4 separate regions of the Drosophila melanogaster genome follow, and all the other regions are linked to region 3. The links are chromatin contacts, called in public Hi-C maps. All regions are on one chromosome and are shown on one strand. The core of a region is the stretch at or near the end of the contact, and the rest is flanking DNA. Distances in the headings are between cores, read along the strand shown.

Region 1 (6,394 bases), core at 2,708-5,207, 230 kb after region 3:
GTGAAGAATAAACAATAACATTGATAGATTTTCGTGCAATGCCAAAATACAGAACATAAGAAGAAACGGAGCCATGCAGGGGGCGCTAATCTGCATATCTACAGTTTTATTATTAAAACTTAATATCTAAGCAAACACTAAGTTAAGTATACATTTCATTAAGTCTTCAGAAAATGCCATGTGTATTTAAGACGTCAAATAAACTGAACTGATTTAACCTTTATCTTTCGTATCTTGCGTGCACGAAAGCCCAATTTCCATAAGGACTTTTTACCCCTTCGCAAAAAGCGAACAAGCTGAGATTCCTGTTCAATAACTCACCTAGTCAGCATCTTACCCTATACACCCTTTCAAAGCTTAACGTAAAATGAACATTTAACGCCTCATTAGAATCGGGACATCAAGCTATCCTAACAGCAACCGCCGACGTATCCATCTCTGGGGCAGCTCTACTCGAGTCAGCAACAAGATGCCGGCAATGAGTTAACTCCGGCATAAACAGAATATATGACCGCAAAATCCCAGAAGCGCCTAGCAGGGAATGAATATTAATGAGATGTCGTCAGTCTTTCGTCAAATTAAAACACAGCTCCAACGGGCCAGAACGGTGAGCTGGGACCGGGTGAAATTGGAGATGGAGAGTAGTCCTCACAGGAGAGGACACATCTTCTCGGCTGTTGTGCGCGCACATCCTGCGGTAACTTTTCTAATTGTTGTCAGCACAACGCGAATAAATCAGCAGCCGTGAAGCTGGGCCACTACAACTAGCTGATGGCATGGTGGAATTTCAGCAATTTGTTTTCCTCTAGTTGAGTCGAATATTTCGAACAGGGGTGGTTGGATGAGATGGATGGGGAACAGCACTTAACCCTTTTGGGCAATGTGACTCTGCCAGTCACCGCCATCGTCACACGTCAGCGCACTATCATCAGCTTGTTTACACGCATAATTATGTGTGCCGGATTCCGGGAATTGCTTCAGGCTTCCGGCTTGCCCACTCCATTTGGACTCCTTGCCCTGAATTATCCTTGCGGCTTTTGGGGGCTACCACGCCAGGCGACTTAATGCAACGTGACAGATTTCTCACTTGAACTTAAGATGACGGAAAATGTCACAATTTGATGCTGATAATATGCTAATGGGGTTTGTTTGTTTGATTTATTTATATGCAAAGAGAAGGTTTCGACGCCAATGGGCAAAGGGAGGACAGATAAATTGGTATTTAATATGGAAGTGCTTTTTCACCTTATATGAATATATCGAGTTCGATGAATTAATAGTAGGTATTTAAAGTCAGTATTTTAGGTAATATAAATATAAAAGATGTTAAGCTGTCTTATTTCAATAAATGTTAACATAGCTTTATACCCGCTACTCCTGGAGTAAAAGGATATGCTAAAAACGTATGCTACAGGTAGATGAAAGCGTTTCCGGGCCAACAAAGTATATAAAATTTATCTTTTCATCATTATCGGCAATACATTAGACTACTAACAAACAACTAAGCTTCAACACTTGCTAATAATTTTGCCTGCTTAAAACGATTATGAATTTGCGACTGCATTGTGACGGGTAAGAAATTCGCGATCAAAATAATAAAACAAGAGAAAATGCTATAGTCGAGTTCCCCGACTATTAGATACCCTTTACTCAGCAGCTAGTGTGAATGCGAACGAGAAATTTAATAATTTTTCTTGGATATCGATAGATATTGGGAGAAAACAATTAAAAATTGGGCGTGATTGATTTGGCGGCTTCAGGACGTTCTAGTGGGTGTGGCAAAAAGTTTTTTGGCAAATCGATAAAAATTTAATTATATTAGTCTAAAATTATGAAAAAATATCAAACCATTTTGGAAAATTGTGGCCGTGGTTTTGGGCGGTTTTAGTGCGTTGAAGTGGGCGTGACGCTGAATCTCAAAATTCTAGCTTTTATAGTTCCTAAAATCTCAACGTTCATACGGACAGACAGACGGACAGGGCCGGTTCGACGCGGCTATTGATCCTGATCAAGAATATATATACCGTCGGAAACGCTTTCATCTGCCTGTTACATAGTTTTCAAAAAATCTATTGTAGTATACCCTTTTACTCTACGACTAGCACGTATAATTAATTTTATTCAATTTGGCTAATTAGGCTTTTGGAATACACGACTGTTTAGCTTGATTTCATTTTTTTGACATTTATACATTTCCAATATCGAGTCAACCCTTAGCCATTCAGATATATTGTTAACAACATTTGTGAAATAAAATCTTTTTTAATGTTTTACTACTATGTAGGTAATCTAAAATTTAACCATAAATTAATATTTATAATTAAGCCTTTTCGTAAAATGTGTATTCAATGTGTCTAGTGGCAACGTACAAAAGTTGTAATATCATATCATATTTTTAAAATATTCAATGTTTCAAACTGTAGTAAATTTTTTCTTATTTGTGTACATAAATTAGTGGTCTTCGAACACTATGGTGCTACTCGTCACTATCTTTTTCCTACCAAGTTGCTAAGACTTCCCGATTAATACTGCAGGTATACTGCAGGTCGTTGCATACTTACAGGCAACGACATTAATATGGAAAATACAAGTAGCATTTTAGTACGAGGTTTAGTTTAATCATTTTCTTGTTAATTGCGCTGTTATGTTACTATTACTGCATTGTATGTATTCATCGCTTCTAAATACATTAATTAATTAATTAAAAAACAAATGGCATTTAATTGCGCTGTTCAACTACTTTAAATAGCACCCAGCGTCCACAATTTGTTGTTATACCCGTTAGTCGTAGAGTAAATGGGTATTCGCTAAAAAGTGTGTGATAGGCAGAAGGAAGCGTTTCCGACTAAATAAAGCACATGTATTCTTGATCAGGATCAATAGCCGAGTCGATCTGGTAATGTCCGTCTGTCCGTATGAGATTCAGCATACAGATTCTAGAGACAAGGACGCAGCGCAAGTTTGTCGACCCAGTTTGTCACGCCCACTCTAACGGCCTAAACACGCCAAAAACTGCCACGCCCACATTTTTAGGCAATTTTTAATTTTTTTCTCATTTTATTCCCCAATATCTATATCGATATCCCAGAAAAATGATGAAATTCGCGTTAGCACTTCCACTACCTGAGTAACTGATATCTGATAGTAGACGAACTTGACTTGAGATCGGTATACTCTCTTGTTTTAATTTGGGCAATCCGACCTAGAAATGACCGCCTGTTCTTATGAACTCCGAATTTTCGGTAACTTCAAAGGCTATCCGGTTGAGATTAAGCATGCAGACTGAAGTGGCGGCGCCCCAAGTTCACTTTAAAAGATCGTCACGTCCATAGAAACACCCCCAAACTGAGCAAATTTTCTGAAAATGTTTTGTTGTTTTTTATTATTATTTCTTATACCAATTTCACTTAATATGCTAAGCATATTTTCGGACACATTCTGTTAAAAATTTGTTATTGCTAAAAAAATGTATTTACAAGTCGATGATCTCAATTTTAGCGACATATTTTTTTGTTTTTATTTTTAATATAACACCTAATTGTTATTAGTTTATATTTAAATATTTTTAATATATATATTCGGCTTTATCTCAGTCAAAACGGAAGTACACAATCGCATCCTTGGTCTTGACTACGATAATTTCCTCACTATTATCGGAATAAAGCGGATAAGGGCACAGGTGACAGCGAACACTAATATATTAGCACGGACCTCATCTTTGGAGCGCTCCTCAATTCTAATCGGCTCAATGGACAGTGTGCGAAACATCTTGACTGCAGATGTACGCAGAGCTTTAGTTGCTATTTATCACCGTTTAACATACTTACATAGATTGCTTAACTAATTTAGAAGATTTTGTCTTTCTTCACTTATGTGTTGTGGTTGGGTAACCTATTCAAACGATTTAAATATAGAACATAGGCGGGAAAAAATCAGATTATTGACACAATCTCTGATAGATTATTCAATGACAGTCTGAGTGTTCTGGCGAAAAACTAAAGTTGTTTAGCTTATAGTACACATTATTTTTTGATTTTTTTCACCATTATGAGAGAATTTTGAGAAAAAGGACCTCAAAGTTGCAAAATAAAAAGTAGCAAATACCTAGGGCAATATTAACGTTATTCGTTAATCAATTACTGTTTGCGTGTTTTTTCGACTTTTGAAATCTACCCGGAGTCTGAAAGAACTAAATCTCACAGAAATTTTTTTGCAAGTTCTCCTTAAAGATTTCTTTAACTTTTGCGGAAAAGCCTGCGGAGCGCTTTCAGCCATTTGACCTAGGGATCCCCGCAGATGTTAAAGAAACACTAAACTTCTTTAATGCTCTTTACTTGGATGGATTATCGTTGTCATTGACAGCAGAATTGGCAAGGCCTTGCCTAAAAAGAGATCCTGTTCCTTGTTCTCCTTTGTAACTCAACGTTACGTAATACGTATCCAGATTTTTTTATATCAATGAACCTTGGCGAGTCATAACGACGGATAAGCTTCCATTACTTTCTATACATTATTTAAGGGAATATGTCTTAGTAGAGATATGGAGTAAAAAGCGAACAGGATGATAATTCCGACCGCCAGTTTGGTTTTAGGCACCACAGGATTTCCTGGACGTTCAGGAAGCTTTCATCCGTGGTTTGCCTGATGGCTTTCTTTATAAGTAACTGCTTATTTATAAATAGCTTAAAATTGGCCACAGCAGTTTCTTTTTTAAGGGAACACCATTCCATAATCACCACAGGCGCAGTATTTGGGTCTGATCCTGGACAAGCGGCTCGCCTGGAACAGATTACAATGAAAATCGCAGCTTTATGTCGGGCTAACTTAACTGGCTGCTTAAGCCAACTAGTAACCTTAACCATGGTGTAGACAAAAAGGACTTATACGTTTCCAAGCTCCTAAATCAGTCATAGCTTTTATTCTCATTCAATTAAAAATATTATATGTGGAATGATACGTTCTAATAAATATTCTTTAAATAAATTTAGAAATATTAAGTTGTATTGCACGTTAAGTGAAGTTAAGTCACGCTTTAAAAACTTAATGCATAAATAGATTGTGTGTTTGTATTGTTAGTAAAAATATCTGCGTATTTCGCTCAAATTGAACAAGTTCACATTTTTGTAAAAATAATAAACAAACAATAATCAAATATAAATACTCTTTTTGTTTCTGAAGCCTTCTTTTGTCTCCCGACCACAAAGCATCAAAGCGGTTTATCGGTTGCAATGCCGATGGAAACGCTGGACTGGGCCTAAGTCAAATACCGTGTTGTGGGCCCATTAGTCCGAGCAGATTCCGGTGCACATTATTTCTGGCCACGGCACGTGTTTGAACCGCAAACAGATTCATTTTTGCAGTACCGAGTCTCGTCCGATGAGGACAACGAAATATGAGTAGGCGGCTGCTACTAAGGGCAGTTTGCGCATTCCAAGTCTCGGTCCAGGATCCGTTGCTGGAGCTGGAGCCGGAGGCGGTGCCGGAGGAGCACTGCAATTCGTCCTCGGGGTCTTTTTGGTGTTAATAATAAATAAACGGACCGGCCGTGCAGCAGGAGTCCTGCCCGTGTTTTGGACACACTGTAGCGGATTTTAATGGACGAATGCGAGTGCAGCGGCGGAGTGGAGCTAAAACCCATAAGCCATACCCGGAGCACACCTTTTCCCAGGTGCATGTGTGACACCCGAACCCTTCCTACGTTTCTGCCTTGAAATACAGCATTTGCTCGTCCATCTTTTGATTTAGCACCGACATAAAAATGATTTATCAGTGACATTAAAATAATGCATACTGTGGCGCATTTTATGTGCGAATGGATTTTCGCGCCTTTTTGTTCTCGCACTATGAAGGGTGCGGGGCGAAGTGGTGGAGTCGCTGCAGTCGCATTTACCCCTTCCAAAAGTTGCCGCCCGACCAGAAGCAACCCGCGGCGAAAGAGGCGAGGCAAGGGTAAATCATATATGAGGCATACGGGCTTCTCGAACAACCGTCCGTCCGTCCTCCGGTCCACATCAGACCTTGTGTGCCGCCGTCACCCGAATGTTTTACGGCCGGGGTGTTTGTGACCACTCTCCTCCAGCTGCATCAGGCGGGTTTGTGACTGGGAGGGGCTGCATGCACCTATCCGGAACTAGAGCGTCCTCTGGCTGCTGTGGCATCGTGAATGTAAACTTTTGTGCGAATATTGCGCACTCGTTCTGGCTGCACTCAGAGAAAGTCTTGTGCCCCAAATGACCCGAACAATAAAAAAAAAACTTTGAGGTGTTCTAAGAGTCAAACAGATCTTTAAGTTTGGTAAGTGAACCATTATAGCGACAGCTCACTTTAAACAATAATTCTCATAGTCGAAGAGCGATACTTGCTCGACTAAACGTGCATTTCGTTGCTGTTTGAA
Region 2 (6,081 bases), core at 1,533-4,032, 250 kb after region 3:
TAAACATTCAGTCATTGTTCGCTTTCGGGTGGCATAGCAACAAGCATAGAGGCAGATCGCAAACGGAGAGGGAGTCAGTCGAATGCTAAAGCTAAACACGTGAAGTATCAAATAAACCAAAGAGGCCAACTCCTGCGTTTGTGTTTTATTTAGATAAGAGGATATATAGTACCCCTACAAAAGAATAGAGACGAGAAAACTATTTTCCGTTCATTTTTAATCTTAGCGTTGTCCTTAGTCCACTGACGTGGCATTAGTTCGCCTCAATAAAATACAAGCATTTCGCCGCCATATAGAGGTCCGGCCGTTTCGTTTACACTAAAAAAATCCGGCTATATTTGACTTTTGGGATGGTTTTTTGCACTTGGCTGTTGATCAAGCACTGATCAAGAATATATATTCTCAAAGTGACTGAAATCAGTAAGGCCCTTTGCACTGGCTTCAAAATGTAAAAGTTTAATACAGAACTGTGATGTGCTGTCAAATGACTGCTGAACAAAATATTGAATATCAGATCCCAGTTACCCAGATAATGTCCCTGAGTATGTGGGTGAGATGTGCAATTAAGAAAGGCACTGCATCCGGGATTGCACACTACTAAAGCGGAGTTGGCAAATTTATAATAAATAACAGAAATTAAGAAAAAAAGTTGAGCCAAAAAATGAGAATTTTTTATGTTTTTGAAAAAAAAAAATAAAAATGATATAAAACAAATTTAGGGGATCAGAAACTTTTTAAGATTTAAGACACGACTGATCTATTCATACATACAAATTTATTTCGCTTAAATCGGATTGCATATAACTAAGTTACAACGTTTCAAACCTAAACAAATAGTCAAACCTATTCAGTTGAGCGGCACTGTATTTGTACATGTACAACCGCGACCAGAAACAGTTTTCGCTTATTCAAATAACTCTTAAGCAGCCAATTTGTCTAAATGGTTTGAAGCTAGACGCCTCTACTGATTACTAGTAAACGTAATCCTTTTTATTGGACTTTATTGAGCTAGTCTGTCTTTTCCACAACATTTGAGTAGCACTCATTTTCGCATAAATTGCGGAACCGATTTAAATACTCCAGCAGACCGAACCAATTTTGAAAAGTGATTAAATTTAACTGGCTAACGAGCTGAACTAGGAAATCAGAAATTATGAACCATGAGAAGGACAAAAGCCAGTATAGCACATAGACGAAGGCAATGACAATGAAGTGGGTATTGCAGGCGGCAGAAAAAGGCGGTACCAGCGAATGGGGATGCAGGAAAGATGGGGAAATGGCAATGGAAGTGGAACTGTAGTTCCAGAAGGACATGTGCCTGCTGACTGCTTAAAATCTGTGCGTCTGCACGCATTACAAACGAATTACGAGACTCGTTGGGCAATTGCAGTTCATTGTTATTTAATATGTCGCCCGTTCAATGGCGGAAGAGACGAAAGGACCAGCAGGAACACCAGGAGCCGAATAGTCAACGAGAACACGGTTGGGAAAATTATACTTTATGGCGCCAGGACACTGGATACCAGCACAAGGGAGCAGCAGACGCAGGCGGCTTGACAGTGATTGCGATACAAACGATTGCCAACGTTTCCAAGTGGATTATTACCTCATGCCAATTATCATATCAACGATACACAGGCACAGGTCTCGGTAAATGGGCAGAAACACACACTGAGCCACACTCGAAAGCGCAGGACACGCCAGGACGTGGCACATTGGCTGACAAGTGAACCAGCCCAAACTTCCAGCGCCCATCGCACTTTACGAGGTGTTGACTGTGTCGGCATCTGGCAGCTTCTGTCGCTCTCTCTCTCTCTCTCTCTCTGTCTCTCAATTGGGCTCTTGCGGAATTGCATGTACAATTTTAAATGGATTTCGATTGTTTATGACAAATCGACTATCTGAACTGGCATTGCTTGATTGCGACCAGCTCCTCTACCTGGTGTCCTGCGTCCACCTGAGCTGCTTATGTATGTACGTTCCGATTTACGATTAAGTCAAATTAGTAATTATATATTCAAAAGGGATGTGAGTGCTGTTCATATTTGGTAAATCAAAAGAAAACACCTCTTTACGAAGTAAAAAGCAAGTGACGAATAAAGCGTTGGATACGGTAATTATAATCAAACAGCATATTACGTACGTATTAATCGGGCTAACAGCTGCTTTTATTAGAGGGCCGGCAACCGTCCTTCCAATTTTCGTAGTCAAAAGGTAACAAAGTCAGCAAAAATTTTGTATGCGTCTAGTCCAAGGTAACATTAATTTTGGCCCTAGGATAAATGGTCCCACCTACGTTCCATCGACCGCTCAATCGCAACGACAAGGAAAGAGAGGGCTGCGATGGGCTCTTCTGAGGGGGTTTGATCGTTCTTCCGAAGATTTTTTAAGTCGACGGGAATTCTGGCCATGCATATCTGTCAGTATGTCTGCCCGGCTGTCTGTTCGTTTGAACGTCTAAATGTCAGAAACAATAAATGCTAGAAAGTTTAGATCATGTCCACGTCATAGACGCAGCGGAAGTTTCTTTCTTCAACGGAGAGCAACAAATATTTTGATAAAAAGTGTCGAATTTAAATAAAATATATTTAAATATATGTATATATTTAAATTGTTTAAATTCTAACTATAGTTTCTGGTTGGGATCGTCACTACTTTTTACCCTTGCGTGATGTTTTTTTTTTCTATGCTAAAATAATGTTTGACTGTAACGTTTCCTCTTGTTTTTATTAAATATATAATTACCACGAGGGTATTTACTTTGGGTATATACAAGTTGTTAGATTCGGTGTTTAGTGCTTAGTGTCTTAAGTCAATAAAAAATAACGTCTAGCTCAAATGCATAAAATTGTTTGGTTTGGAACTTTAAATAAGTCGATTGGCTACATCGGTAAAAAGAAGACCTGTCTTCTGAGTCCATGCGAGAAAATATGCCTGAATTCAGCTAGAAAAACAGTACAGAGATGCGACAAAAACTATTCACCACCAAAGTTAAGAAGAATCAAGAATTTCTATACCTACAGTGTTGTGTTGGGGAGTCTCTTCAGTATAGTCATGTGGGCCATCTATAAGCTGGGCAAGCCCGAGGAAGACCATCGGGGTCCCATAGAAGATGAGTTCAGTCAGCTTCCCTGGTTCCGCCAGTACATAATGAGGATGTGGCACACACTTCAGTATTATGAAAAAATGATGGAAGAGCCCCAGATGGCAAGGCTGCTGCCAAATGTTGTCCCACCGCCGTATATACAACCTCCCTATTCACTGGTGCTGGAAATCAAAGACGTACTGGTGCATCCAGATTGGACTTATCAGACGGGGTGGCGGTTTAAAAAGCGGCCTGGTGTGGATTACTTTCTTCAGCAGTGCAGTCGAAATTTTGAAATTGTGATATATACTTCTGAACAAGGTATGACCGCATTCCCCCTTCTGGATGCTTTAGATCCCTATGGCTACATAAAATATCGGCTAGTAAGAGGTGCCACGGACTTGGTAGAGGGTCAGCATACCAAGAACCTCGATTATCTTAACAGGGATCTGAGCCGTGTGATAGTGGTGGACTGTGATCCGTATACCACTCCCCTGCATCCCGATAATAGCTTGGTGCTCACAAAGTGGCTGGGTAACGATGATGATGTCCAGCTCTTTGATCTCACGGCTTTCCTGCAGTTGATTGCCGAACACCAAGTAAATGATGTAAGGGAGGTGCTGCGATACTATCGCCAATTCGAGGACCCCATGGAACAGTTTAAGGACAACCAACGTCGACTGCAGGAGCAGAGTCAGGAAAGCATTCAGAATTTACCAACTAGTGAACGTCAGTGGAACTTAACTTTATTGGGACGCTCCCTTCGAGGGTCTTCAATCAAATAAATTTTCGTTTATGCACCTTATATCTATTGTAGTAACGTCTTGATCTTGGAAACTAAAAAATCTAGTCATTAATCTAGTAATTTAAATGTTCAAAATTGTTTACCTTTTTTACATTTTATTATTTGTTTTAATTATTTTCATTGTTTTGGCAGTTCGACAACCACAGAGGTTTCGATTTTTATATCCGTTACCGAAGTTTAAATTGGTCTACTAGATTTACTGCCAAGCTAAACACAATTATACCCATTACAGGTTGAGTAAAAGGGTATACTAGATTTGTTGAAAAGTATGTAACAGGGAGAAGGAAGCATTTTCGACTATATAAAGTATATATATTCTTCATAAGGATCAATAGCCGAGTCAATCTAGTCATGTCCGCCTGTCCGCCTGTCCGTATGAACGTCGAGATCTCCGGAACTATAAAAGCTAGAAGGTTCAGCATACAGATTCTAGGGACATTGGCGCAGCGGCTTAACTCGAAAGTACGGCATGAGATAATTTTTATGGAGATGAAGAGCTCTGTAGAGATAAATATATTGAAAGAAATCCTTGAGGGTCGCAGATATAATTACCCGTGAAGCGCATTATATCAAAAACATCTAAAAAATCTATATTGTAATTATTATTGAAAGGCTTGACTGCCATGTGTCCAGATTATTTTATTAAACTGGTAAGCGGTAATGAAACACATGTTAGGTAACAAAGGGACACCCAGAGGGGTCGCCCGATCGCACTGTTGCTGCCCATACTATCCTTTTCGAGGCACTTTACGATGCAAAAAGTTTAAAATTTATGCGAACTGAACCAGGTGGAAAGGGTTTAGCGCTGTAGGAGTCAGATGGACATCCGGAGAGTAGAGCACCACTTTTGTGCTTGACCCCGCAGCAGCCTGCTTAGTCTCTTGACTACCGTTGGCAAAGCCGGAATGGGATGTACGCTTGTATACGTATGTGGTCGCCTCTTCGGTGGTGCGTTGTTATTTTATGGGACCGCCGCCACCACCATTTGCTATGAAAGCATTTCCGCCACCGGCAGCACCAGCGACAAAGCCAAGGAGCAGCATGGAGTCCACTTTAATTTTTGTTTTGTTCATAATTTACGCGACGCAACATCAATTAAGTACTTGGCCGGAAAAGCGCATACCTGCAGCTGAAAAAAGCGGTCATAAATTTGCACCCTAAAGTGTTGGCGAGTGTTGGGGCGCCAACCCGTCCCAAACAGCAACGTACATCCGCCATTCCATACAGGATTCGGACTCTTAAAGAACGCTGTCGTCAGCAGTGGTGGGGGGGGGCGGGGTGTTGTTCCATAAGCAGACCAGATGCAAGGTGCTGTGGCATAAATAACCAACGACCATCCATTTTAGTGTTCGGATCTCGGCGATCCAGAAATATCTAACATTATAGATAATATACATTTTTGGCCGACAGCAACAGCGAACTTTTAACCCGGAGGTACCAGACAACAGGAGATTATTAATCCGCAGAGTATACATAATTCGTTGAAAAGGATGTAATTTTTAATCAGAAACAGTACCACTTCGATCCGGCTATGTCTGTCTGCCCGTTCGTATCTAGGGAACTATAAGAACTAAGAAGTTAAGATTAGGCATATAGGGTCTAATGAACGTTGCCACACCCACTACAATTAATGGTTGTTACTAGTAGATATATGCGAAATAGAAAAATTAAATAAAAGTTGTTGCCAAAGCACATCAAATGGACATCAAATTAAAATTGATACTTTTCAACGAATCTAGCATACCCTTTTCTCTACCAGTAACGGTTATAAATATTACGCTAACGACAAAATTTACTTATTTATTTAACCATTTAATCCTTTCGCAGGATGCGACAATCAAAAAGGTAAACGAATGGTTTGCTGCACCCATCCATTTATTCACGCACCATAAACTAGGCACGCATTAATGTGAAGGGACATTCGGGACCGGTAAAAATAACAAAACAAAGTGAATACTTTCTCGACTATTAGATACCCGTTACTCAGATTGCGGGAGTACAAGTGAGTCGTTCGGCATATCAACAGAAATTCAAGAAATTCAAGAAAAAAATAAAATTTATAATTAAAAACACTACAATTAAAGACAAAACATGTTTTAGTGCGCGTGTGACAGTATTGGGCTGTTTGTGGATTTTTCCTAGATATGTAAATATATATAAATATTTTCAAGATATCGATCGGAATCGTCTA
Region 3 (6,691 bases), core at 202-2,701:
CTTAGTATATTTACACATGCGTTTTGGTCTATAATACCATAAATCATATGTTATGGACTCATACCATTGTAAAAAATAAACAAGCCCATACCAGTATTGCAGGTCCACCGTGATTGAAAGTCTTCAGTGGGTGTTTTGGGTGGTACTCGGTGTTTGGAGGTCGTCAGATATAACCATATGAACCAGTTCCACCAAATAGCACTATTTTTAACACATCAGTCCAGGGGATATTACGCCATTTGGAGACTGGCCAGTTTAGGTGGGTTTTAGCGAAGTTTAACCTTGGCTTAAAATGCCTTGGGCTAAGTAGGGGCACCTTTCGTGGACTCCTCGCAACTAAATTTTGATTCAGTAGTCGTCTCCGTAAATATGCATAGGAATCAAGGCAATGCTCGGTTACCGGTTGATAATTTTATAGAATAATGTATATAATGTTTTATAATGTAATGTATTATAATGTATCGAAAGTTACTATTTTATACGTTTGTCAATTTATGTGAAAAAGTACATGCAATATATAAACTTAAGGTAACCAGGGTCGGCACAAAGAAAAATATTGTAGATGCACTTATTAGACGTGATCTTGAGTATTAATGATACTAGTATTTAAATAGTATTCAATGCTGTCATCTTTTAGACTGTATAAAGGCACTTATTAAACCAAATTTGTACTTCATTCGGCTTTATACTTTCATATGTACATCAATGTTCTTACACAGCCTTACATTCACGCATTCACAAACATTGACACCTTGCCATGAAAACTAATAAAATCGCGGCATTTTGGCACATTTTCAGAGGAAAGAACGGCCGGAGTGTCGCTAATTCAATTGTTTTCGCAGCCAAAAAGAAAAGTGGAATGGGTTGATTTCAAGTGAAAATTGCCCCAAACCACTTTTCCACTTTTTCACTCTCCTACTCGCTCGCACAGCAATGCAACGAAACAAAAGAAGCGAGATCCACGAAGAAGCTGCAGAAAGGCGAACAAAAGTTGACAGCAGAGGGTATGAAGGAAGGTGAGCGAGAGGGAAGAGGCTAAAAGTGACGAGGGCGAAAAGCTCAGAGAGCAACAACTACTGTTTATTTTGAAAAGAAATAAAAACAGAGCAGGGACCGACACAGTTTGAGTGGCTGCGAGCAGGACGGCGCATGCGAGTGAGAGCATTTTTGTTAAACTGTCATAAATCTTAATTGTGATGGAATCGGATTCGGAATAGGACAAAAGAAGGGTGACGAAACGACAAAACAGATTTCACACACTTTCGGAGCAAGCGAGACGGAGCGGTCCCACAACGCTATCTCTTTCCCTAGCGATTTCCCCTGTTTCAGTTCCAAGCGTTCACTTGCCAGCACAGGGGAAAGTCTGCGCTCTTGTCGCTCTCTCTCTCTCTTCTCTCTCGCGCTCTCTTTTGGCTACCCATCGGTTTCGGGTTCTTTTCGCCAAGAGTCAGTCAGTCGACAAGAAACCGTTACTGCGTACGATCGTGCGAAAAAGCTCGGCGCACTTGGAAAAATCGTACGGTAATTAGTTAGCCGAGTGCCGGCGAGTGCGAGCGAGAGAGTAGCACATTTAATCACGCTGACAGCCAGCTTGTCCTGCAAGGGTGTGGGTGGCACACACGGCACACACAACACACACACAAGTGCGCAGCCGTCGCCAGAACGCAAAATCGAATCAGAAATTGCCGTCGCCAAAACGCGGGCTTCGTGTTTGCTCGTCAACAGCAGCGCAGCTTCCAATCGCTGCGCGTCCGTCGCGTCGCTTCATTTTTTCATCCGTATCAATCAGTGAAGGCAGAGCAGCAGCGCCCCGTTGTTGTTGTTTGTCAGCTTGACAGCGACGGCAGCGCAGCAGCAGCGCACCGGCAGAGCACCGCAGCAGAGGCTAGTGACGAAGGAACCCGGCCAGCGGGATTCAATCGCCTTTGGACTTTCGTTCGAGTAGTGACGACGAATCCGGATGAGAAGACGCACGCATCGCGACCCGCGGTTCCGCCAGAACAGTGAATTCTCAGTTTAAAACGCGTTTTTGGGGGAGGATAGAACGAGTGTTTTCCAGGCCGCCATCATATCTAGTCAAAGAAGCAGAGGTTTGATACTCTCGAACGCAAATGCTCGATCAAGACTGAAACATACGAGAAACATACAACTACAAATGGTTCAACAAAGTATACGTAAAACTACCACAAGCTAAACAAAATATACCACAAAAATATATTTATTACCAAAACTAAAGATAAACTATTGCAAATATTTACATTAAACGGTATTTAATTCACCAAAATTACACTACATACATAATGTAAAGCCAGTTACTTAAATCAACAAACCTTAACGAAGTATACGATTCAATGCAATTAATAAATTAAATTTAAATCAACACAAATTAGGAATTAAAAATACAAACGCCTCGAAACGTCATTTTTTGTCTGACATACGAAAGTTTATAAATTACAAAATCCAAAAAATATAAATTAATCAGTTATACGCTGCAACAACAACAAGTTATACTACAACGTACCAAGTGCAAAACAATAGATTATATGATCATTGTGTCAAACTAAAGTTAAGTTCCAAAATCCAACTAAAATCCTCGTTGTTTGCTCCAAAAAGAGCAAACCATCCAAGTTCCAGCAAACCGTCAAAATTCAGCAAAATTTAAAAATGTTACACGAGGCTCTGATGCTCGAGATCTACAGACAGGCGCTAAATGCCGGGTAAGTGTTATATGGAAGATTATTTCCATAGAACAGTGAAAGATGTAGAATTAAGAAAAAGATTCACATGGCCTTATTCGGGGGATTCAAAAATGTGACTACTCTGGGTATGAAGGATAAACGAACTGAGATTTTACTACCAAAGTGCATCAAAGTGTTTTTCATTATGAAATAGTGAAATATTGAATTCTTAACTAAAAGTGGCCATACTCAAAATATTCACATATAAAATAATTACATTCATCTCATTCAGTTAATATTATTTTTTTGCAATTGCTTTTTATGTGCGTTCAAGTATCTGGTTAAATAGAATATTATATATACCAAGTATATACGACATATATTGAATATAGAACGTTTTCAATCAAAATCAAAAACCATTGTCATTGTGAACTGATAGCCGAACTTGTTGAAATAGTATTGCAGACTCTCAACCACAAATCGGCCAAATAAATATATCAAGAAACTATGATTTCATGGCATTTGATGATTGGCATTGGCGGTTCGGCGTAGTCGCACACCTGTCGTTATAAATTCAGCGCCTCGCCAATAGCGCGCCCATATATCACAACACCCACCCGCAGAACCAAGAGTACTGAGTTCACGACTACGAGTCCAGACCCTCGGATCGGGAAAAGCAGAACTTGATTTGAAAAGGGTGGCTGGCAGGGGAAATCCGAAAATAACAGAAAAATCGCCATAGTTCGATGATGGGATACTAACTTGGGGTAAGCGTTTGTGTATCTGTATCTGGGTTTCTCTGAAATTATGATTAAACAAGTTCAAGATATTTTTCGAACTCGCTCTCGAACAGTCACTCGAGTGAGCCTGAGTCTGAGCAAATTAACTGAAGGCTAAAAACGGGTTTTATGACACTATATTTGCGGGGGCGAGGGTATTCGGGGGTGCATCTGGAGTATTAATAATAAAGTGCGACAAATTGTCTCGCTCTCGTTTGATTTGCATGCAGATACACACGAATTTTCAAGATTTTCCAAGGCGATGACGTAGTCGAATTGAATAAATCATGCGAAAAAGTGAAAAACTCAAAATACGCTACGCTCTGCTTGCCATCTTTTCCATTCTCCACCCCCTCCAATTTCCCCGTGTGCGCCTATTACCGGAGAGATTTATGTTCACAATTTGCCGCTGGCGTGTGCGTGTGCGTGTGGCTGTATCTCCGGGTGCATGTGTATGTTTAGTAATATTTACTCTGCTACCTTAACGGATTTGTCGTGCCTTAGATTTGCTTTAACAGGGACAGTGTGTTGTATTCGGCACAAATAGATATACTGTTATTAATAACCTTCATTTCGCAGTATATAGTAAAAATATACTAGGGAATAAACATTTTAAACAATAATTCTACTATAAAAAAATTCAGATCGGTCAACTCATATTTATTTATATTCTCACCTGAGGTCCAACCAACTCTCCCATATCACACCAATGGGTGTACTCCCACTATTTTAGTTAGCCTGAGCGTTACGGGTGCATATCAATATGCAACTCTCTCGATTATTAATGAGACATTTCAACTTGTAATTAACTGCACTTGCTGGAGTTGCGTATAAATCATTTTGATTTAAGCCTAATCGAATAACGAGATTTCAGATTATGATATGCTGGCGGAGAAAACTCGTTGCCAAGTATTTTATACTAGTCAAGCAAAATAATGGAGAAACGAGCCGCTAAATGGGTTGTTTGCGGGCTCAATCGCCCCTTGCAATCTGGATAGCTAATTAGCGGTGAGTGATTGCGCGGTGTGTGTAATAACTATCTTTGATAAACTGTCACCTGGCAGGTGACTGAGTTCAAAATAAGCTGCACATGAATCAGATTTTGTTCCGACGTTCCTTAAGATATCATCAATATTGCGCTAGGCCGGATTTGTTAGTAAACAATCCATCAATTAAACACTGACTTTCTGATAGGGCCCAGTGACAAAACTCCTCCGAATCAAACAACTTAATGCCGGTTAAGAATTTCATTTTTCGGTGAACGATCGCTCGTCACACAATAGCACATGACAATTACTTGATATTCGACGCTTCGACCAACTTAGGCAGATTTTACAGGCTGATTTTCACGTTCAAATATTGATTAAGTTTGGTTATTTCCGTCCGTTTCAAATGCAAACCCAATCAGCAAAGCACAATGCGCACCCACACACAAATACAAAGTTATTATATAGAGCTATCATCAAAAATTTATAACCTTTGCATATACTTCAAAGTTAATCAGACAATCATTCAAAATAAGCTAAACGGAATCCGCTGAATTATGTTTCTGTGAAATATTTTCTAAGCAAACAATCGGTGCTATAAAAATTATAAGTGGTTTTGATTTGAATGTTACACACTTGAACAAATGTAGGAAATAAAGTTTAAAGATTCGGTTTCTCTGATGGCAAATTATTTTCCTTATTCTTTTTTTTGTTTTCTCTGCTATGAGGGCAATAAAATTTGTTTATTCCATCTCTATTTATGCACATTTTTCAACAGCCCAATTAATTTATTCAAACCATGAGGAATTTGTGGTCGGTCAGCCAAACGATAATTGCCTCCAAGTTTGTCAAATACTTGAATCTCTTCTCGGATTCCGATTTTTGATTATGATCGGCATTGCTCATAACGCACGCCTAAAGTCTCGAATTAATCGCCATTGTTTCATTTGGATTTTTACTACCCATGTTGGAGGGGGGTGTGTGTGTGTTGCCGACTAAAACACATCTGCGTGCGCAAGAGTTTTATTTTTTCTATTCGGGTTTGCCTTATGGCGCTCAGAAATTTGAATAACAAATCGAAATGTTGACATATGTTTGCCATTGATGGCATTGTAGGTTCCCCTTGCCGGCGAATGATTTAGCACAGAGCGAAGCCAAATAAATAGTAAACCGCACTATAACGATTTCCAATGCTTTTGATTGCTTATCTACCGGTCTCATCCGGAGAAATGTTTGGCCTGCGAAAGTCAAAGGCGGTTGGCGAAAAGGGGCGAGATAGCTCTGTCGTTTAAATTGTTTTCTAATTCAGATATTCAGAGGTGATAGATTGCTGATTAGGTCTAAACGATTAGCTTAATTGTCTGAATGCGGCGAATGCGAATAATAAAATGAAAAGTAAAACCCCCTATTGATGCGTTACACGTTCGTTTTTTTTTTCGTTCGATGGCTATTCTTCTGTTTGGTATTATTCCCCCCATCAGTAATTTCATTTTGAATTCCATATTAATCAATACTTCCTATAGTGCAACAAATATCATGCCACTTACTGCAATAATAAGCATCTATTGTTCTTAGGAGTTCTTATGTTGGCATAATCAATCCTGGGTGCGCGGACTTAGATCCGTACTATAGTCTTAAGCTTTTATTTAAGCAATTGCTATTGCAATATTGAGTTATTGCAACTTATTTGAGTTATTTATTTTGAGTTATATTTTTAAAGTAAAATTTAATAACTGAACTTCAAATTAATTATTAAAATCATTAATCACCATTATTTTATTTGCAGAGCTCTGCCCACAGCTCGACCACGTTCCACTGAGTCGGCGAATTCCAGCGAGCGGTGTCCGTCACACGACTCAAACTCCTCGGAACATGGTGGTGGTGCTGGCAGCGGCGGAGTAGGTCATCGGTTGGACGCAGCCGCTCTATCAACCGGGGTGATGCCCGGAGAAGGGCCCACCACTCTGCACTCATCATTTCCAGCAGTTCCGCAGTCCCTGCCCTCCCAGCCGCCCTCAATGGAGGCGTACCTGCACATGGTGGCAGCAGCCGCTCAGCAGTATGGATTCCCTTTGGCCGCTGCTGCAGCGGCTGGGGCGGGTCCACGGCTGCCACTCCCACTCGCTAATGAGGCGGCGGCTCCATTTAAGCTTCCCCCACAGGCTTCGCCCACTGCATCGAGTAATAACTCGGAGGCTCTAGACTTTCGCACCAATCTTTATGGAAGGGCGGAATCGGCTGAGCCACC
Region 4 (5,972 bases), core at 3,460-5,959, 150 kb after region 3:
CACTAAATGTGGTCTAAAATCGCACATCAAATGTGGAAGATCAGTGCTCGGATGTGGAAGCTGACAGTAGTGATCACCTTATCAAGCTGCGATTAGTGCCCGGCGCACCACTTACATCCTTCTTCCCTTTTTAATTACTGAGAACTATTCAACAAACAATATAATTGGAAAGTCTAAAATCGATTTCCCGACTATCAGATACCCGTTACTCACCAAATGTAAATGCTAACGAGAAATTTAATCATTTTTCTGGGATTCTGGGTTTGGCGGCTTTAGGGCGCTAGATTGCGCGTGTCAAAAAGTTTTTTTTCGCAAGTCAATAGAAATTTACAAGACTAATAATAATATGAAAAAAAAAATATCAAAACATTTTGCAAAAATTTAAGCATGACAGCTTAGTGCGGCTTTCGTGGCAACATGAATCAACAAACTTGCGCTGCGTCAATATCTCTGGAAACTGTATGCTTTATCTCATAGATATAGATGTTTTCATTAAAAAAATGTTCCTGGCCGAAGCCTTTAACTAATTTCAATATCAGGAATCTCGTAATGAGAGACCAGTTGGTTTTAATTTGTCTATTAATTTTCTACATTTATATTTATTAGTGGGATAAATTTCTCCCGCATTCCACAGAACGGAAGACAGCTGCTCTTCATTTCAAGCGGGCACAGCATAACTCAGCCGGATAACAACTGTGAAGGTCTTGTTTTCTGTTTGCAATTTTGCTGCTAAAGTGTTGAACCGCCGTTGGTGACGTTTTGACACCATTTTCGGTGCAGCGATGATATGGCATTCATCTTGACAGCCATAACTGCCTCCAATGCCTGCGTGCGAGTGTGTCCTCTGTGGATGTGAATGTCCTTTCGTGCCCCTGCTGATGATGATGGTGATGACGATGATTTACTCTGTCCGTCTGCATGTCCGCCTACTGTGGGTGAGGGCGATTGCTGTGTCCGTGATGCATTTATGTCACTTACTTGAATGTTGCAACGCATTTTCGGTCACCCGAAGCACAAGCACACACGCAGGACAAATGACCAACATAGCACCACCCACTGGTGGGCAAGGACATAGAGGCACGAGGTCAGAAAAGAAGGGACTCCGCACCAGAGACTGAAACATGTTGCGTTGTTCGCACCAAAACCAAAAAATGTCCTTGACACTTAACTCACGCTGCATTAATGTGAACTGAAACTGAATGCACAGTTTCTTTGGCTTTAAACAGGCACAGTGGGCCTATCATATACTCATAGGAAAATTGGCGTACTATCCTATAGTGTATAGATTACTCCGATTAAAAATACTTATAAAACTGTTCCTTCTTCATTACTAACATTGGATTCGATGCACTTTGTGTTGAGGGACAAACCCATATATAGTTTTGAAAAAGTGCACTTCAAAATCCCTTTCCAGCTATGACCTTTTTATCTCGCGCTATATCCTGCCCTAGAAGGGTTTGAATGTTACCCATGTTTATCAACACTATCAACTCAACTCCCAGAATCCAGCTAACTGCCCATAATATCCCCGTCGCCGTCGCCATCAACAGACCAAAGTGAAGTGCAGGCAACACATTGCACTCCCATTCCAGCGGACATGTTGAAAAAGCTCGTAAATTACTGGACAATGTGGAGTGGCGATGCTGATTGGAGATGAAGGCAGCACGGGCAAGAGCAGGGACGGTCATGCCTGGAAAATATAAACATCAACAACGTCGGAGGGCCAACAACTAGAACAACAACACCCATCGCTCATGTTGGTGATGATGCATTTTGCGGTCTGTCACACCAAATGCAATTTGACGGAGCTGTGCAGAAACTGTTTTTCGAGCTATCAACCAATTTGGCCACGGCTGCACGCCACGCCACATAGTGTCCACAGGTCTGCTAGTTCTGGTCCTCAAGTCTGCAAATGTCCTGTGGAACGGTGCCCATTCCTCTTGGGCCTCTCTAGCTATTTTTGGATCCCCTACTCTAGCTTTCTCTACGCTCAGAAAAAATAAGTACGTTTAATTTGTACAGTGAACGGAAATGTTTTGTATTGTCCAATTAATCGTAAATTTTAATAGCACAAACCTTAGTTTTGTTAGTTGTTCAGCTACGGAGTGGTTCACAGCCTCGATTTATATTTTAAAAAGCTTGTAAAAATAAAAGGCATAAAATGTGGATTGTAGAATATCATCGACAGGTGTCACACTCTTCAAACCTATGATATGAAACTTAAAACGGAGTTTACACATACTAACTAATTTGTAAGGCCAACAATACGTACCGTTGATACACTTCAGATTTCCCAGCACCGGCCGGGCCTTTCTTTACTGCCCATTTTTGTTTTTGGGTTACTTTTCCCTTCGTGTATTATGCTTTGCTAATCTTTTGTGAGTGTATTTTCGTGCGTTCGTGTGAACGGAATGGAGTCCTGGTTTATGTGTTTATGTCGGCGGATGCATGTCGTCACTGCGTGAAATGTGTGTGGCAGATGGGGGATACAGCCGGAGTGCCCTTCTTTCCTTCAAACAGCCCAGGAAAAGCTGGGTGCGGGCTAGTTTTGAAATTTATGTTGCGTTGGTGAGTCGGTTTTATTTCCAAAGCATTTTTGTGGTCGTTTTTGTTTGTTATCTGTGTAGCTGGAGCAGCATCATGACCATTAACTGTCCATTGTCCACGTCCACATGTCACAGACAAGTCGAGCACTTCACCGTCGGCGTGAAGTAAATGTGAGAAGCGCGAGTAAATGATTTCAGCTTGAATTATTTAGCCTTCTTTCAGGTGTGTGCTCCACCTTCGGAGCGGCATTGCGAGAAATTTGATATGCATCGTAAGCTCATAAATCATAAATTGCAATTAAAGGATCTCCGAGTTTAACGAATTAAACAAATTACAATAAAATGGATTTATTTATCGATATACCCACCCGTCTATGCGTTGTGCTTTTAGCTGACTCAGTCCACTTCGCACCAAAGGCTCGGTCGAATTCCGGATAAATTTATTGCCGATCATCATGCGACAGGCAAGTGGGTAAATATGGTTGAAAAATATTTGTGCTGTCTACAAGAAATTATTTTTTGTCAAAACAGGGACTTCTACTTGATATATCTTATATATACATATATCATCAATCGGTGATACACTTTTTTGAAGTTTACAGATCCAATTATAAAGAAATAGCAGCAAATAAACATAGACATTAGTCAAGGATGGAGGTTCCTGTCATTATTTATACTTAAATACAATTGTGGAGGAAACCCTGCAATCCCTTCGTAAATGGTAGGTTTGGTAAGTCACAAACGAACATTTTATTTCTTTCAATTCATGAAAATCTGATTTGCCTAGCAGTTTTGCAATGTAGCATCTTCGTTCTATTTATTAAGCTTCCTGTCCGCAACAGAAATTGGTTATTATATGGCTAGGATTCTCGAAATACTTCGTAGTGTTGTCTGATTTGGGTAAACCCACGAATAGACAGATAATCATTCACAGAAGGCTGGGAAGTTGCTCGAATACCAAACGGAAACGTTACTTTTTCCGGACCAAATTATCCAATTTTGTTCACTTGATTGACTGCACTTTTGATGCCGCTGCCAAGGCCACAAAACTTCAATGCAGATGCAGCACTCGCACTCCACTAACCGTCCCTTACTCTGCCCATTTGGTCTTCAGTACATGTGGCCAGCACCTCGTCCATATCCTCGTCCGGAGTCCCTTAATGGACTTTCGCAATCAGCTGTCAATGCCTCGCCCAGCATCGGTTCGGTTATTTATTTTTGCTTCAGTGCGAAGTGTCACCGACTTCGCAGCGCTTCCATCAATCAATCGCTTCGAATTATAAATAACCAAAACCTCCTCGGGGCTGCCGTCCGATTACAAGAGTGTATGAGTGCACTCAAAACAATTTGATCAAATCAAAACGAAAGAGTTTTGACCTTTCGATTTGTGTATAAGCGTCCAAAACTCGAAAAGCGTAATGCATACATACAGAGAAAATATTAAACAGTACTACGTTTAAGTTTATGCATTTAATTTTTACACTGTCTATCATTTCCGATAAAGAAAATTGAATGGTTGTAAGTAATATTAATTCTAAGGAGCTAGTTTGGATATACATATATATAATATAATAATAATCTAGCTTTAACATTGGTCCTTGTTTAAAGCCGGTGGTTTTTTTTACAGTGTTGATTAGCAAAGAGTTCCAAGTCACGTTTTAACTTACATTGCAGCATTAAGTGATCGGTCACAAAACAATAGATAGATATTCTTTTCTAATTGGGCCAATTTTAAACCTTTGTTATCCCTGTAACATCCACTTCGACGAATTAATTAATACCCTCACACCTATGCCATGCACAACCAACTGTTGACCCTTGTTGACAAAATTATAAGGACAGTAAGGACTCTATGGATCGCATTTTGTAAAACGTAAAAATGGTAATGGCTTGTTGCCATTGAGCTACTCAGCTAGAACTCAGTTGTGAGGCTGTTAAATAAAGATGCTATTAGCACCAACAGACTTCTTATACAAAAGTTGGTTTGTCAATGATGTTTAGTGGGGGAATTTAAGTATCGCCTCCAATAGTGTACTCCCCAATAAGTAGTCCCACACGAACTAAACAAAAAACCATCTGAGTGGACTCTCAGTATGTTGAACACAAATTAATTCGAATAATACCTTACACAGCTTTCACTTGGGCTTGCTTATCTCACATGTCAAGTGCGTCGAATCCATCATGTTGAAGTCCGACTTCGCCTGATGAACGCGCCAAAGCCTCATCGACTAGAGTATCGCAAGTTTAATAATGAGAAAACCATAACAATTCGACAAGAGTGTTTTTAACATATCATTGCGCATTGGCACTTGAGCATTTGGCTGTGTGCAGGCCATTTTTTAAGTGTCTCGATAATGTCAATATCATCGTTCGTCTTGGGGTGTCTCGATTCCATATCCAATTCCATCGAACTGAGCCGGATTTCACCGGATTGACAGCCATCAGGCATCAGAAAAAATTCGAATTAAAAAAAAACGCGTAAACAGAAATTGAATTCATACGCACTCGAAATTGAGCTCAGGATTTTGATCGAGTGCAAGTTGTAAGACTGTACTGACACATACAAAAAAATGATATTCTTCTTCGTTAGCACCGTATTTCCTATTTAAATAAAAATATAAATAAATATAGATATTTTTAGTTGTATAGAAAAGTATAAAAAGTATATAAGTATAGTATATAAAGTATATATATTTCACTCCAATGACAACGAAACACGTTTTGGTATGACAAAAATTAAAGATAAAGTTTTTTTCCCTGTGCAGCCCCATAGTCACTCGGGCCAAGTCGATGCCATCAATGTCATTATCAATATCAACAACATGATTGGACATAAAACTGAAAACGAAACGCATGCTCCTCGGGCGATGAAAATGAGTCGAATCGATCTTTCGACCATCGCGATCTAGAATGTGTAAACACAACCGCACTAACTGCACTCAATCAAAAACTTGATTATTTTGATATGCACAGTGCTTGAGGCCCTGCAGCCTCCCCCATTAATAATTTCAGTCAAATCGGTCGGGGAAAACACCAACGGCACTAAGAACACATGCACTGCTCTAAGTACCACGGGCCTACAATAACAAGCGGCCCTAGTCTCGACCAAGATTGCAGCTGCGTCGGAACCGACTTCTACCTGAACTCCAACTCCGGCATCGACATCTGCATCTCAATCTGCATGTCAGCGTATCCATGATATTCGTGGAAGCCGCACTTGAGCGCCTCCATTGAAAATAAATACTCATTTTATTGCAGGAAACTATCAACGGGCAAAGATCGGTGTCACGCAAACATTTCATCATTTTTCTGGCATATCGATAGTTATTGGAGAATATAATGAAAAAATTGGTGGCTTGTGGGCGTTAGAGTGGGCGTGGCAAAAGTGGTGTTATTAAATACATCGAGATATGGATATAAGACTGA

Evidence for each region. A called contact is a pair of places that touch in the nucleus more often than the background predicts.
Region 1: a Hi-C map of the Kc167 cell line shows a contact between it and region 3, with 3 times the contacts expected there. A contact is called at or near these places in 4 of 107 Hi-C or Micro-C datasets (the Clone 8 cell line, the Kc167 cell line and the S2 cell line).
Region 2: a contact with region 3 is called in a Hi-C map of the Kc167 cell line, with 2.0 times the contacts expected there. A contact is called at or near these places in 27 of 107 Hi-C or Micro-C datasets (the Clone 8 cell line, the Kc167 cell line, the PNm cell line and 12 more) and 1 of 7 datasets of targeted methods (the Kc167 cell line).
Region 4: a contact with region 3 is called in a Hi-C map of the Kc167 cell line, with 2.6 times the contacts expected there. A contact is called at or near these places in 8 of 107 Hi-C or Micro-C datasets (the Clone 8 cell line, the Kc167 cell line, the ML-DmBG3-c2 cell line and 5 more) and 1 of 7 datasets of targeted methods (the Kc167 cell line).

Annotation. Positions count from the first base shown.
Region 1 is chr2L:22,050,345-22,056,738 of dm6, forward strand. CG34173 reads right to left here and starts at 3,958. Exons shown (of 2, transcript NM_001103717.2): 1 at 3,828-3,958; 2 at 3,490-3,773. The coding sequence starts at 3,768. The coding sequence ends at 3,631.
Region 2 is chr2L:22,076,850-22,082,930 of dm6, forward strand. It overlaps ttm3 (tiny tim 3), which reads left to right and starts at 2,783. Exons shown (of 1, transcript NM_136286.3): 1 at 2,783-3,889. The coding sequence starts at 2,839. The coding sequence ends at 3,870.
Region 3 is chr2L:21,827,142-21,833,832 of dm6, forward strand. It overlaps tsh (teashirt), which reads left to right and starts at 1,452. Exons shown (of 3, transcript NM_078891.3): 1 at 1,452-2,717; 2 at 6,230-6,691. The coding sequence starts at 2,665.
Region 4 is chr2L:21,972,657-21,978,628 of dm6, forward strand. CG2528 reads right to left here. Exons shown (of 4, transcript NM_001316405.1): 3 at 2,273-5,147; 4 at 2,093-2,219. Among named protein-coding and RNA genes, the nearest start is that of lncRNA:CR44804, 16 kb to the left of the region's middle.